Linked DNA regions of Mus musculus: regions 1 and 3 are each linked to region 2. Evidence: chromatin contacts called from public HiChIP or PLAC-seq data. All regions are on one chromosome and are shown on one strand. The core of a region is the stretch at or near the end of the contact, and the rest is flanking DNA. Distances in the headings are between cores, read along the strand shown.

Evidence for each region. HiChIP or PLAC-seq counts read pairs in DNA pulled down with a chosen protein or histone mark.
Region 1: a contact with region 2 is called in an H3K27ac HiChIP or PLAC-seq map of SST interneurons, with 4 times the contacts expected there. The contact joins the enhancer-like site here to the promoter of Grik1 in region 2. A contact is called at or near these places in 8 of 39 promoter capture datasets (the 3T3-L1 cell line, cranial neural crest, embryonic stem cells and 5 more), 7 of 484 Hi-C or Micro-C datasets (cerebellum, cerebral cortex, cortical neurons and 3 more) and 7 of 115 datasets of contacts at active chromatin or transcription factors (SST interneurons, embryonic basal ganglia, embryonic forebrain and 4 more).
Region 3: an H3K4me3 HiChIP or PLAC-seq map of embryonic midbrain shows a contact between it and region 2, with 7 times the contacts expected there. The contact joins the enhancer-like site here to the promoter of Grik1 in region 2. A contact is called at or near these places in 5 of 39 promoter capture datasets (the 3T3-L1 cell line, the HPC-7 cell line, cranial neural crest and 1 more) and 2 of 115 datasets of contacts at active chromatin or transcription factors (embryonic midbrain and forebrain).

Annotation. Positions count from the first base shown.
Region 1 is chr16:87,838,553-87,843,117 of GRCm38.p6, reverse strand. The region is part of intron 6 of 2810407A14Rik (a long non-coding RNA gene); the gene reads right to left. Among named protein-coding and RNA genes, the nearest start is that of 2810407A14Rik, 12 kb to the right of the region's middle. Within about 2 kb of position 1,792, at least 20 of the 459 cell types and tissues checked have an H3K27ac peak or open chromatin away from gene starts, as enhancers often do. A contact at or near this core is called in SST interneurons, cortical neurons and neural tube, where this site is marked.
Region 2 is chr16:88,286,891-88,291,729 of GRCm38.p6, reverse strand. Grik1 (glutamate receptor, ionotropic, kainate 1) reads left to right here and starts at 1,514. Exons shown (of 17, transcript NM_146072.5): 1 at 1,514-2,145. The coding sequence starts at 2,028.
Region 3 is chr16:87,793,880-87,798,211 of GRCm38.p6, reverse strand. All of the region lies in intron 4 of Gm32925 (a long non-coding RNA gene), which reads right to left. Among named protein-coding and RNA genes, the nearest start is that of 2810407A14Rik, 33 kb to the left of the region's middle. Within about 2 kb of position 1,276, at least 90 of the 459 cell types and tissues checked have an H3K27ac peak or open chromatin away from gene starts, as enhancers often do.

The DNA of each region.
Region 1 (4,565 bases), core at 543-3,042, 450 kb after region 2:
ATAGATTGAGTTACCATTGTTTCTGAACTAAGTTTGTGTGGTGTTTTCCTTCATGTGGAGGCTCAACTAGGTTCCAGAGAGAAAACGTGGGTTTGCCAGTTGTGCACCACAAAGGCCGTGGGGGTTTTGAAGTATGGGGCTGGTGTGGTAACGACCCATCAATGGGAACCTAGCGAGCTGGGTGGAGAGATTTTGGAGCTCTGAGTCAGAGAGTCTCCATGGGATAAGAACAGGCTGGCCACTGCCCGCCAGAACTGGCTGGCAAACCTGCCAGGGCAGAGAGTAGCAGGGTGTAGTGTGGGAACTTGCAATTCTTCCTGAGTGTTTCCCACCACAGAGGTGTGCATTTTCAGTTATACATAGAACACTTACATCATAGAAGGTGAAATCATGGCCTTAATTTTCTTTACTTGGACATTAAGCATGACACAAGGACAGGCATGGGTGTCAAGCTGACCAAGATCGTGATGGTTAATCTTGATTATCAAGTTATTTAGATCTAGAGTCAGCTAAGAAACATTCGTCTTGACGGGTCTGTCGGGAGCTTGCCAGAAAGATTAAGGGAGACTCTCCTCCCGCGTGAGACGCACCTTCCGTCCGGTGGTTTAGTGATGCAGGACACTTTTCATGAAAAGCCATGAACTAATATTTACCCACCCAGATGGGAAGCCAACAACAGATCCAAGCAACAAGAGCACGAAAGTCCAACTTGGTGAGCCAGTGAGTTTTTGAAGGTCCCTTACAGGAGCAGGGATGAATCAACGACAACTGAACCACATAGAGCCCACCGCATCCTGGGTGACAACTCGTGAAAGCAGGTATACCAGAGCTCCCGAACATTTCTGCGTGTTGTGGATGCTTTGTTTGAAGTCACGCTTGTGCAGCAAGACTGAACACGACGCAAACGCAGGGAACACATTGGGTGGCACTCATCACATCGCTTCCGATAGTCAGCACAGTGCCCGGTGTGTACAAGACTCACAGCCAAAGGAAACAACTAAGACTCGCAATGAATCTAACTGTTGCTGGGCCTGAGGATACAAAGCAAGTTGTCGCACAACTGCCATGTCCTGCTCATGCCTGCACCACTGCTTCCACAGTTCACTGCCCACCCATGTGATAGCGAATGTTCATCTCTAACGAAACAGAGACAAGAGGTAGAGATGCTTGTGGTGGTAGCTGAGGTCCTCAGTTCAATTCCCGGCACCCATATGGCGGAAGGAAAGAAAAAACGATTCCCATAAATTGTCCTCCTAACTATATAGGTTCAATGTAGCATGTGCACACACACACACACACAATGTACGAACCACATAGAACTATAGCATAACAAGATCATAATTTGTTCTAGATATTATTGGACCCTCACAAAGCAAATTTTAAAGAAATGGACCCATTTTGGTGCAGATTTTAATGAAACAAGCTTTTGCATTCATTCTAATGCAAAAACAAAATCAAACACACAATCTGATAAGAATCTAGAGTGAACTTGCCAGTCTAATGACATATGTAAACATGAATAATGAGATCTATGAACACTCGAGGGTAGAAGGCATATTCTTTCCCTGGTGTGTGTAAGAATTTTCAGGAAATCTGCATTACTGGAAAAACTTAACCAGGAAAAAGTAACGACAAGATATTCATCTCCCATATGTCATTGTTTGGATAAAACAGGAGGTGAGAGGAAGGAAATAAATGAAAGAATGAAAAGAGGGACCAGAAGGAGGGACCACGGAGGGACAGTACACAGTCCATACCACCAGACTCCTAACTGCTTTAACACAAAGAGGGCTGGGGTTTACAGTATTGGGAAAGCAGCACGAAGGTTGGCCTTGCAGAAGTAACAAGGGCTCAGCCGCAAAACATACATTGTCGGGGAAAACAGATCTCCCACCGTAACAGAAATAAGCACTGCGCTGAGAAGGCGAATAAAAATGCTTCCCACACAGAACCTCTGGGCCTCCAGGCAAGTACTCCTCAGCGCTCGTCGTCGGCTGCCACCAAGCGGCCTCTTTAGGCATTACAGCATCCTCCAACGTTTTAAATCCAAATACTTGCCCAGAGAAAAGCAGCCGTAAAAACTAAAATCTAGACTGTGTCCTGGGATCTCCCGTTAATTTACTCATCAAACAACACTCTGGAAATTTTTATTTTCCCCTTAATATTGGATTAGACTGAAAAATAGACATAATGGTTAGGTTGAATGAGCATATCTTATACAGTTTCATCTTACCATTCATTCTCACCGTCTTTTAAAATGTATTTAGTGAGGCTGTTTCTGTCCCTCCTCTAGGATAAAAGTCAAAGATCTCAGTCCTCTCTGGGTATATCAAATTCTGTTATATACTGGTTAGAACCGGCTTAGCAGGGCCAGGATCAAGCAGGACGCTGGTTGCTTGAGAAAGAAGGAAGCGTTCTCTCTATGCCTGCTTGGCACTTTAAATTCTTTCCATCTCGCTTGCTTCAGCTTCTGACCCTTCCATGACTGAGATCCGAGGATGGAAATGAAGGAATGAAATCTGAGTCAGTAATCTCTTGTCCTGGATTCTGTGTGGATTCTGGGGACATACTCCCTGTGGAGATCTCTGCCTATGCTTTCTCAGTCTGGGTGCTATGGACTGAAGTTTTGCCCCTCAGAATTCCTAGGTGGAAATCCTAACCCTTGATACAATGTTATTTAGAGATGGACCTTTGGGAGATCATCACTGTTGGCTATGACCATGAAGATGGGTTGTGGTCCCTGACCTTATACAAAGACACCAACACCATGACCCTCCTGGCACATATAGCGAGGGATGGCCATAGGAAGATACAGAGAGGAAATCGGTATCTTCTGTGGGCCAAACGGCAATCTCACTAACACCCGGCTCTGAGTTCTCAGCCTCCTGAAGTTGTAGAACATAAATTTATGCCGTGGAAGCCACCCAGTCTGTAACAGTCTGTGATAGTACCCCAACATGACTAAGATGCTTGGTGAGTATTTTTTGATCCTAGCTGGGTTTCTCACATTCTCTTCAGCTCCCAGGATACACCCTAACCTAAAGATCTTCCTGTTGGGATCTTGTCTTTCTGTGCAGCCTTCTTGGGCGAGACGCTAGCAGAACCCCATGCAACAGATGGCTCATGAGAATAGCACCTTGGCATTTTGTGTCCTAAGACAGATAGGCAGGAGCCAGTCCTAAGGCTTTTTGCTTCCATTCAGAAATTGACTGACCAGCCAGCCCTGTCTCTCAGTTCACTCCATGAAACCTATAAAGCATCATTTCCCTCTGGCCTTTAGGGATCAGCGTTGACATCATCTAAGTGTTATCTCCCGGGCTTGGGTTACCTGTTCTGCATGCAGTGGCCTAGCCCACAGGAAATCGCCATTCCTCCTACTCTGTCTTCACTGAATGAATGCTAAGGACTTCTGATGGTGGCAACAGGCTCAGTCTCAGCAGCCACAGCCTGGCGCCATAGCACTGCAGTCACACTACAGTAGAATGGACGCCATCCAAAAGTGAGAGGGTGGATCCGTAATGCTCACGGTCTCCTGTGAACCAGTGGAAGTTCAGAGACATGCTGTGTATTTGCAGGGCATGATGCATGTGTCCACTGAAAGCTGATCAAGTCACAACACCCAGCAATCCCCTTTCTGTTTACATATTTCCAGCTCTGCTCTCTTTTAAAGTTTGTAAACTTTTAAAGTTTAAAGTTTGATTAGACTGGCCACGGTACATTTGTTTGTTTGACTGACTGGTTGATTGACCAACTGACTGATTGATTGATTGATTGATTGATTTTAAATTAGCTGACATTTCAATGGGACACAACTTCATATTTAAGGTTTTGTTTTACTTTTATTTAATTGGTAGACAGCAGTTGCGTATACCCGTCTCACAACTTACATACAATGGCTATGTCCTGAAACATCCATCACAAGTTGAATACTTCCTAAATCAAAGACATATTTAACATACCTACGCTATCAACCATCACCGCTCATGTGCACGCAACTCAAAGAAGCCTGAGGTTTGGGCTGAGACCGCTAACACAAAGGCTATTTTAGAACATAAAAATGTTGACTACCTCATTACATTATTGGATACTACACAAGAGGTTGTTTATTCAATAAGTCTCTGTGCTCATCATTAGCATATGTTTACTGTGGGTAAAAATAAAGTGCAACCTTCACACCATCAGATAATTGGAAAATGGTGAAACCACCTCAAGACTGAAGCCATGTCTACTGTGTCAGCTTCTTTTGCCTGCGTTCACATGACTGGTACACTAGGAACAGAAGCTCGCCCTTACCGTGTGATACTGTGTAAGAAGGAACCAAGATGAAGCCATTTTGAATAAAACTTCCATTTTGAATAGGGGTCAAATAAAATTTAAGTTCCCAAGACCCCCCTGCTGTAGCTGACATCCTCCTTGGCAGACATAGGAATACTAGGCAAGTCTCCCCTCCACAGCGGTATCAACCAACCAATGAGAACAGGATAAATGTGCCACACAGAGAAATGTTCCCAGTGAAGGCCCCTAGCCCTGAATCCTGACTGGTAGAAAAATGTAACTACAGCTTA
Region 2 (4,839 bases), core at 265-2,764:
ATGGATGGATAGATGGATGGATGGATGGTTGGTAGATGGATGGGTGGATGAATAATGGAGAGTGTGGCCTTCTTTTGAGGCAGATCATGTCATTGTTTCTATCTGGTTTTAGAAACAGTCTAAAATAAGTTGAAGTTGATTTTTAAAAAAAATTCCATTTACTATTCTTACTTTTACTTTTCCTCTCATTTAACCAACACCAAGAAAGCCCTCTTTCTTCAGTACAAGAACTTCATGTGTCTGCCTACAGCCACTTATGTCTTTGATCCTTTCCATTGGTAAGGTGCACCCCTAAATCTGCATGAATCATCTTCTTATCAGAGTCCATGTTCTATTCCCTCAACTTTCATGCTGAAAAATTGAGAAGTCACATACAATACTAGCCTCCAGAAGTGACACTATAGCCTCTTCCTAGAAAATATAATGTGGTTTTCTCATGATAAGTTCTTCAGGGAACAGAGTCTCTGCCAGCATGTATAAGCTACTCAATGTGCATTTGTGGAATAAGTGAATTTTAAGATACACTACTCTGGTAATCTTTTCTCATTCTGGGCTCATATAATTACAAGTGCTTCTTTTATGAATTAACTCAATTTAGATCACCTTTCCAAATTCCTACGAAGGAAAAAAAAAAGCACCTTGAGGTGTTCACACAGAACCAGCAAACATTTATATGGAACATTCCCCAGAAAGCTCATAGGAAATTAAGCCAACATGAGCAAACGCTGATTTCCCGGGGGAAGTGGCCTTGTCCTTCTACAGAGAAATGCTCTCTAAACCTACATTGTTAAAATAGCCTATTTCCAGTGCTTCAATGTGACAGTCAAAAGAAATTAAGAAAAGCTGCGTGCCCGAAGCTGCCTCTTTCTCAGTTCTGCGCTTGTAAATGGAAGCAATTTTCAAGACATTATGCCTGGTTCGAATAGGAAGAGTCGCTATAATCTTAAAAGACTGAAGGGTACCTATGTCTTTTCCTTCTTCTTTCTCCTCCTCTCCCTTTCTCTTCATCCTTCTCAGAGTTAAAAATGGAAACTCTGGTAATTTTTAAAGATTACTCGCTGAGGTTGTGATTTCCTATCACGTGCTACGCATCTCTAAGACCCCGGTATAGGAGCCTAGGCATAAGGCTGTCATTTACAAGGAGTAGCAGAATTCCATTTGCCTAGGGACCAATAGATTAGATTTGATCCGTCTTGGGGATGCTAGACTCAATGGACTTTCCAGCACCACAGCGCGAAGTTGAGGGGCTGCATGTGTGAGTGCATGCTGTAAATTGTGTGTGTGTGTGTGTGTGCCCGCGCGCGCGCCCGCGCTCTCGCATGTGAGCACGAGTGAGTGTGTGTGTGTGTGTGTGTGTGTGTGTGTCCGCGAGCGCGTGCGCGAGTATGCGCGCTACTGAGTGTGTCTGGCTGGGTTAGTAGGGTTGGCTGGGGCGGGCAGTAAATAAAGGGTGGGGCCAAGAGAGGAGGAGGGAAAGCGGGACTGTGAAAGAAGCAAAAGCCTGGGTTGTATCACAGTAAACCCGCTGGAGCTCATCCTGTTTGGTTGGAGCTCTGCACCAACTCCCCCAGTTCCCTCTCTCCTTGGGTGTCTTCTTCCCTCCTTTTCTCCCTTTTCCTCACTGCACCCTGAATCCACTACCCATTTCCCCCACCCATCACTTCTGCATCTGACCAGAGGACGAATGAGTGAGACGTTCCAGCAAATCGAGGCAGCAACTTTCCTCAGCTGGTCTCTGGGCTCCAGGAGCGAAATCCTGCTGATTCTTGGAGGTATGCAGCCCATGGAGGAGGAAGAGGACGAGCAGTGATGGGCTAACGACCCGTGCAAGAAGCCCCAAGCAGCTCAGTCTCGGACGCCCGCTTCACGCTTGTTCCCTCCACCTCGCTCTCCTGAGAGCAGAGAGCGCGCGGTGTGCAGACTCGGAACATCCAGGGAGGATGAGGCGGGGACCCAGCCCAAGTTGGGTGCATCTTGCGGGCGTGAGGCCACGACTGTGTTTCGGCATGAATTAAGAAGCTTGAAAGATGGAGCGCGGCACAGTCCTTATCCAACCCGGGCTCTGGACCAGGGACACCAGCTGGACACTCCTCTATTTCCTGTGCTACATCCTTCCTCAGACCTCCCCTCAAGTGCTCAGGATCGGTGAGTGAGCCCGCGGAAGCGCTCCGAGCCCTGAGCTCCAGGGGTCGCGGTCGCTCTCTGTGCCCGCGAAAGCTCAGCGCGCCCAAGGCAAGGCAGCGCGCGCTGGTGTGGGGATGGGAGTTGGGGATAAGGGGTCACCGAGCACTTAAAGCTTCACAAGAAAGTGGGAGTCGGTCACTGCTTCCCTCCTGACAGGTACCAGCTTTCCCAGAATGTATGATTGGCGGGTTTTTTCAATCTGAGATCCAAGAATCCGAGCCATAGTGCAGGGATCCAGGCTCAACTGGGTTGGCTCCTACTCTACCATCAAGTCACGCGCACACCGCGCACCTTTGACCACTTGAATTGGGCTATTGGAGGCGGGGTGAAATCTCTCTTCCAGGTGCCTAAGTGGATGTGCACCAGTCCACTAGTCCGGATTACAGAAAAGAATGTCAGAACCTTAACAATAGAATCCCCGAACCATTAGCACCATGGGAATATCACACAGCATGTTAGCTCAAAGCCTTCAAGTTTTTAACTCTAAATTGCGTTCTTTTGTATGGAGTCTGGAAAGTCTGAAGGTGTGCACTGGCGAGCTTGAGAGTGCAGTGATCTGGGACGATGGTCAGTGAATACGGAAGTTTCCTTTCCCTGCCCAATCTTACCCACCTGCTTACCACTCAGTGTCTTCTAATCCCCAAACCAGACAACTTCTGGGAAAGTTTAGGCTTAAACCTCCAAAGAGATTAAAAAGAGACTACTAGAACACTAAAGACAGAAATCTTGAGGTGTCACAAACAGAACCAAGGGCCAGCATTACTAACAGAATGGTCATTGTGGTCTCATGTAGATGCATGCACAGCTTCACTGCCAAGATTTGGTCAGTGGAGGTCTCGGCTTTAGGCACTAACAAACCTGTAAGGTTTTTCCTTTTAAACTACTGTGGGTTCTGTATTTTAATTTTCGGCGTGCCTTCTAAGTTCCTATTCTTATTATAGATGGTCTCGGGAGAGCCATAGGTGGCCTGTTGACTGCTAACAGGTCTCCTGGCTTCTCCCCTCTCTCACTTAGGGGGAAAAATGAAGCCTGGGACTTCAAGGTTTACTCTTTCTAAGAATTGACTGAGTGGCCTGAGTGTGCTGGCACCTTGTGCAGCAGTTAACAGTGAGGCTCCAAGCCGTCCGTCCATTTCCCTAAGTAACTACAGTAATACTGATCTTCAACTAGTGAGACCCTCAGAAAAATTCTGAACCTACAGCTTGCTTATTTACTTTTGCACTGAATATGTCCCCTCACCTCCAAAAAAAAAAAAAAAAAACTTACTCTTTGAAGGGTGTTTTCTCTAGGCACGTAAAGTATAGTTTTTAACGGAAGGGAAAAATCCCAAATACTAACTTGACATGTGTCTTCTAGAGTATGGAGGCATATCTGCATTTAGTAGATAGCTTAGACTCACTCTATAATGATAGATTTCCAAACAGTTTTTAAAGAATCACAATTGATAAACTAAAACCATCTTTGCCCAAGATAAATTCAAGACTGGACTTTGAATGCTGTCAAATGTGCTTCCTGTAGCAAAACAATAATGTGAAGAACACAAAGTAATGAAAATGTGTCACAGTTTCCAGGAGTTATCAACTTTATTGTTGCTTTTGTGTTATACACCTTGAAAATGGTGACCTTGGGTTAGAAACCGCCTTGCCAAGTCCCAAACGATCACAATCAGCCGTTTGAAAATTGTTTTCAAAACAAAAACAACCACATCCCTCACTGACCTTATGATACTTGCCACAAAATAATTGAATTTCTTTCCTTTAAATATAAGCTACAGTGCGTGAAGAAACATTGCACGCGCCTGTGTTTATATGCAGCACACAAGTCTCCCCTCTATAGCGCTTTGTGACCTGTTGCTAGCCTGGACACTAACAGGCTGTATGTACAGACCTACACATAGCTTTTAAATGAAAAACTTCAGCACCATGGAAACCAGCGTTACCTCAGAGGGAACCTGCCTTTTACAGTGAGTCTCCTGTCAGTCAAGCCCAGTACTGAATGCAAAATATCAAAGGACTAGGGAAGTAAACAAAACTCTATGTGTGAGAAGGAGAATAGAAATTGTATTCATTTTCACCTCTTGTTTTTCTTCTTAACAATCTGCCAAGCTCCCAGTCAACCAACAAACAGGGACTCTGGATTATTAACGTGCATCCTTGCTCAATAACTTGAAATATCTTAAAGTTCAAGATAAAAGCCAGACACTTATAATTGCCTTTATATGGAAAAGGCAGCCAAATGGTGCTTTGTAGCTTTCTTGGAGTATCTGCTTAAACTTTAGCAATTGAGGAAAGTGCAAATGTAGAATAAATTTCACACATGGGATCTTAGAAGTTTCTGAGAATGAACACATGTCAGGCTCTAGCATGTGTGCCTGGTGAATATGTCTTGAAATATGATTATATACAAGGTAATAATCTTGTATAAAGCTGAAAATAACCACAAAGGGAATCCATGGAGTGTGGTGCCCTAAATGTCACTACTGCATCGAAGAACTGTTCCAGTCACTTACAGAGGAGAAATGTATGTGCTTGTTGGAGTCAGTTCTGCTCTTTTGTGTATGCCTGTGTGTATCAGAAAGCAGTTGCCCATCATATATGTTTACTTATCCTGTGAGCCACACCATTATCGGCATCCTCTTAAATATCCAAATGTAGT
Region 3 (4,332 bases), core at 27-2,526, 490 kb after region 2:
CATCCCCCCAGCCCTATAGAAATCTATAGCCCATCCCTGTTCCTAAGGTGGTGGGGGGTGGGGTGGGAATGGCCGTGAGGATCCAGCTAACTCTTCATATGGAGCCAGAGCTAGGTATTAGCATTGCATGAGCACCAGTCTCAGGTCACACCTCACAAGCTGAGAGCTGAAAATGGATTTGGAGAGCATCACCACAGGGCCAGGCACTTTCAAAAGAAGTCTGAAAGAAATGATGAATGGCCAAAGACTTGAGAAGTAAAACTTGGGGAATTTCAGGAACCCAGAGTACATCTAGTACGTCTAGTTGATTTTGATTTTCGGAGGTGCTGTGGTATGGGACCAGATGAAAAGGAAGGTAAAGGCCTTGTGTTCCCCTTATTCCATCCCTCCCGGGATGTCTCCTCCCCTCATAGCAGACTGCCGGGTTGGAAGGATCCACTCTGGTGCCCATGACTACCACATACATTTCTTACTTCCTCAAAGAATCCTTATTAGTACATCCAATGTTGCTGTATGGTTGAATCCCTGGAGAGCCCAGAATTTTGAATGAAGGCTGGACCTTTAATCACTAACCCACAGATCTTTCAGACCAACCATCGTTTTCAAGATAATGCTAAATAAACAGCCGTGCACCTGTCCACCTCCTGTCTGGTGCTAAGACACCAGTTTCTTTGAAGACTATATAATATACCTTGACCTGCCACCCAAGTCGGCTTTAGTCTTCAAAGTCTCTCCTGCCAGGTTAGTGATGTATTTACTAGTGCAAATGATCAGCCAACCGAGGGCTTCAATTCTACTCTGCCGGAGGCAGTTCACTTTCTTTCGAAAGGTAAGCGAGGCTCAGGTTCCTAAAAACTACTCTGCTCACATCCGGCTTCCAACGCTTTCAGAAACCATCACTAAGGACTTCTGTCTTTTTTTTTTTTTTTTTTTTTTCCCTCCTCCAAGCCTATTAAGAGACAAATCTTGAGTACACAGTGGACTTAAATTTAAAACTGGGGTAGATTCAGGCTGCGGGACCTCAAAACCACTGTCTTAGCTTCCGGTCGGCAGAGCCGTGCCCTCTGCAGCGGCTCTTGGCTGTGTCAACCTGGCTGAGCTAGAGTTCCCAGTTTTTTTCCAATCAAACACTAATCTGAGTGTTGCTGTGAAAGGATTTGGCAGATTCAAGTTAAGTCCTCGCTCGGTTGACTTTAATTAAGGAAGCTCTTGCTGCCAGCCTGTGTGGGCGTGGCTAGATCAGCAGGAAGCCTCTGGAGTTTAGCCCTGGCTTCTCTGGAGAGGAGAAAAGCCAGGATGAGCATGGTGGTGCACGCCTGTCGTCAGCCCTGGGAATTCGGAGTCTGAACGATAGCCGCCTAAACCACAGTATGAATTCCGTGCCCTGTCTTGAAAATCAAAAAATCAATCAATTAATTCCTTTTATGGAAGCAGAAAGTCGTGTGTGGGCCAGAGTTGCAGCCTGCTCTGTGGAGCTCCTCGCTGCCCCGTGTTCCTTTCCAGCCATTCCTTCTTCTGCAGTTAAACCCTGATACCTATTCCTAGCCCAAGAGACACAAGCTCGCTGAGAACACTGATATCCGGCCCTGGCACCACATATACTCTCTGGGAATGTCCTCCTCGGGGCCCCTTGATCAGGACTGCCCTGTTCCCCTCTCACAGATCTGTCACAAAGATGGTGTTTCTAGCCAGAAGACTGGCTCTCAAAATAAGGATAGATTTATTTTTTTATTGCTCTGTGTAGGTGCTTATATGAAATCTCCGCTAAGAGTACAAATGTTCAATTCTGCTTACTTATGTACGTTTTTACTGATAAGAATTCGATAACTTGAAATTGAAAAGCTGAGCCTAACTGGCGAAGAGACCAAGGTGCCCGTTTCCGAAATGAACTACCTTCCCGCTTCTCATGGGTATTACCTCACAAATGTGCCTGCTTTCGATGGTTCTTATAACACATGCACGTGGAGATTTGAGTATAATTCATCTTATGGTGAATGTCTACAGAATTCTTTGAGAGAGGATACTTCATAAAATCGGTGGTTTGGGTCCCAGCAACATCCCAAGCATCTGCTGGGAAATATATGCGTTTTTATGTCCCACCCCAATCTGCTAAATCAAGATCCCTGCCAAGGAGGGGTGCCCAGGGGTGATCACTTCCGGTGGAGGAAGCTAGTGTCCTCTAACACCATTTCGTAACTGAAGGCTGAGACTCGAGCACTGGCAACATGCAGATAAGCAAATGTATAAGATGAAGTTGAAAGTCAAGTAGAGGTGTTATTTCACTGGGTTTAAAGGCTTCCACATACAAGAAACTGTAGTCAATAAAGAAGCCACAGGCTTCCTCTCTGGACAGCACTGGAATAGGCAATGGATTTGGAAGTATTGTGAAGTTTTTTTGGTTTTTCTAGAAGGAAGAAGAGTGTGTCCACAAGTGACTTTACAGGTTATATTACAGGAGCAGGCCACCTAACAGCAGCATCTTAAGAAAAGATGAGATTATTTTGTCTTACTGTTCAAGGGTACAGTCCGTCATGACAGGGAGTCTGGCAGCAAGAGCCTGAGGAGGCTGGTCCTGCTGCCTTCCAGTCAAGAAGCACAGAGAGATGAACAGCGGTGTTTAGCTTACCTTCTCGTTCTCATTCAGCCTGGGACCCCAGATCTTCTACTTAGGTTGCTGCTGCTCTGATCAGCAGCAACCAATACTGAAAGCAACTGGGGAAGAAGGGTTTGTTCAGTTTACACTTCCATATCGCAGGTCAGGAATTCAAGCAAGAACTTGGAGGTGAGAACTAAATTAGAGACCATGGAGGAACGCTGCGTAATGGGCTTGCTCTCCATGGTTTGCTCAGTCTGCTTTCTTATACAACCCTGTACTGGCTAGTTTTGTGTCAACTTGACACAGCTGGAGTTATGACAGAGAAAGGAGCTTCAATTGAAGAAATAACTCCATGAGATCCAACTGTAAGGCATTTTCTCAATTAGTGATCAAGGGGGAAAGGCCTCTTGCGGGTGGAACCATCTCTGGGCTGGTAGTCTTGGATTCTATAAGAGAGCAGGCTGAGTAAGCCAGGGGAAGCAAGCCAGTAAAGAACATCCCTCCATGGCCTCTGCATCAGCTCCTGCTTCCTGACCTGCTTGCGTTCCAGTCCTGACTTCCTTTGGTGATGAACAGCAATATGGAAGTGTAAGCTGAATAAACCCTTTCCTCCTCAACTTGCTTCTTGGTCGTGATGTTTGTGCAGGAATAGAAACCCTGACCAAGACAAACCCAGAGCCAAAACCTAAGAGTAGCATTGTCACAGTGAGCTGGGACCCCTCAAGTGTAATCAACAAAATGTCCCACTCCCTTGCCTGCAGGCCAATCTAATGGAGGCAGTTCCTCCATTGAGGGTCCCTCTTCCCAGAAGATGCTGGTTTGTGCTAAGCTGATAAAAGCCAACCAGTTCACCAGCCTATGGGGCAGTACCCCCCACCCCCCACAGGTGGGTCTTCTCATCTTAATTAACCAAAACCAGAAACTCCCTCATTGACATGGCCAGAAGTTTGTAACGATGGTGATTCTAAATCCCATCAAATTGTCAACCAAGACCAATATTACCATATGTACACAGAGGGACGATATTGTGAAGAATCAGCTTTTGGGTTATTCCTCCCTTGTCCACACAACGGTTTGGCTGAGTAATTGACACTACCACTCAAAGTGAATTTTTTAGAGAAAAAAAAAATTAAAAACCAGCATTGAGCACGAATAACAAGAGATGAAAAGAAACAAGACAGAAATGAAAGATTTGGGTTCCTGGTGCCGTTTTTTGGAGAGTCATGTACAGCCTTCTGGAAGAGCTGCCCTGATAGGCCACTGACCAGGCCCAACAAAAGCGATACTCTTACTACAAGACTCTCAGTGAAATGTTTAAGTACCTTATAAGGGCATGGAAGGTCAGCATGGAGTACTGGAGCAAGCAGGACCAAACTAGAACAATCTGTGAGTGATAACCTCTAATTACAACTTCTCTTAGATGCCACTGCAGGAACTCAACATCCCTCATCAAATGCCATCCCTAGGTGTCCCTCGGGCTGTGTGGAATATCCAAATTATCTGTTCTCATTTTCCTTTACCCCAAGGACAGACAATATCCCTAAACCCAGCATGTGCCCTAATAACCTTTCCCTCTGCCCCTCCCCTTCTCTGTCCCTCTCTTCTTCCTCTGTCCCTTCCAACTCTGCCTCTTCTCCCCCCTCCTCCCCTTTTCCTTCCCCTCTGCCCCTCCCCTCCCCATCTCTCCCCACTCTCCCTTCCCCTGTCCATCCCCTCTCTCTCCTCCCCTGTCCCTC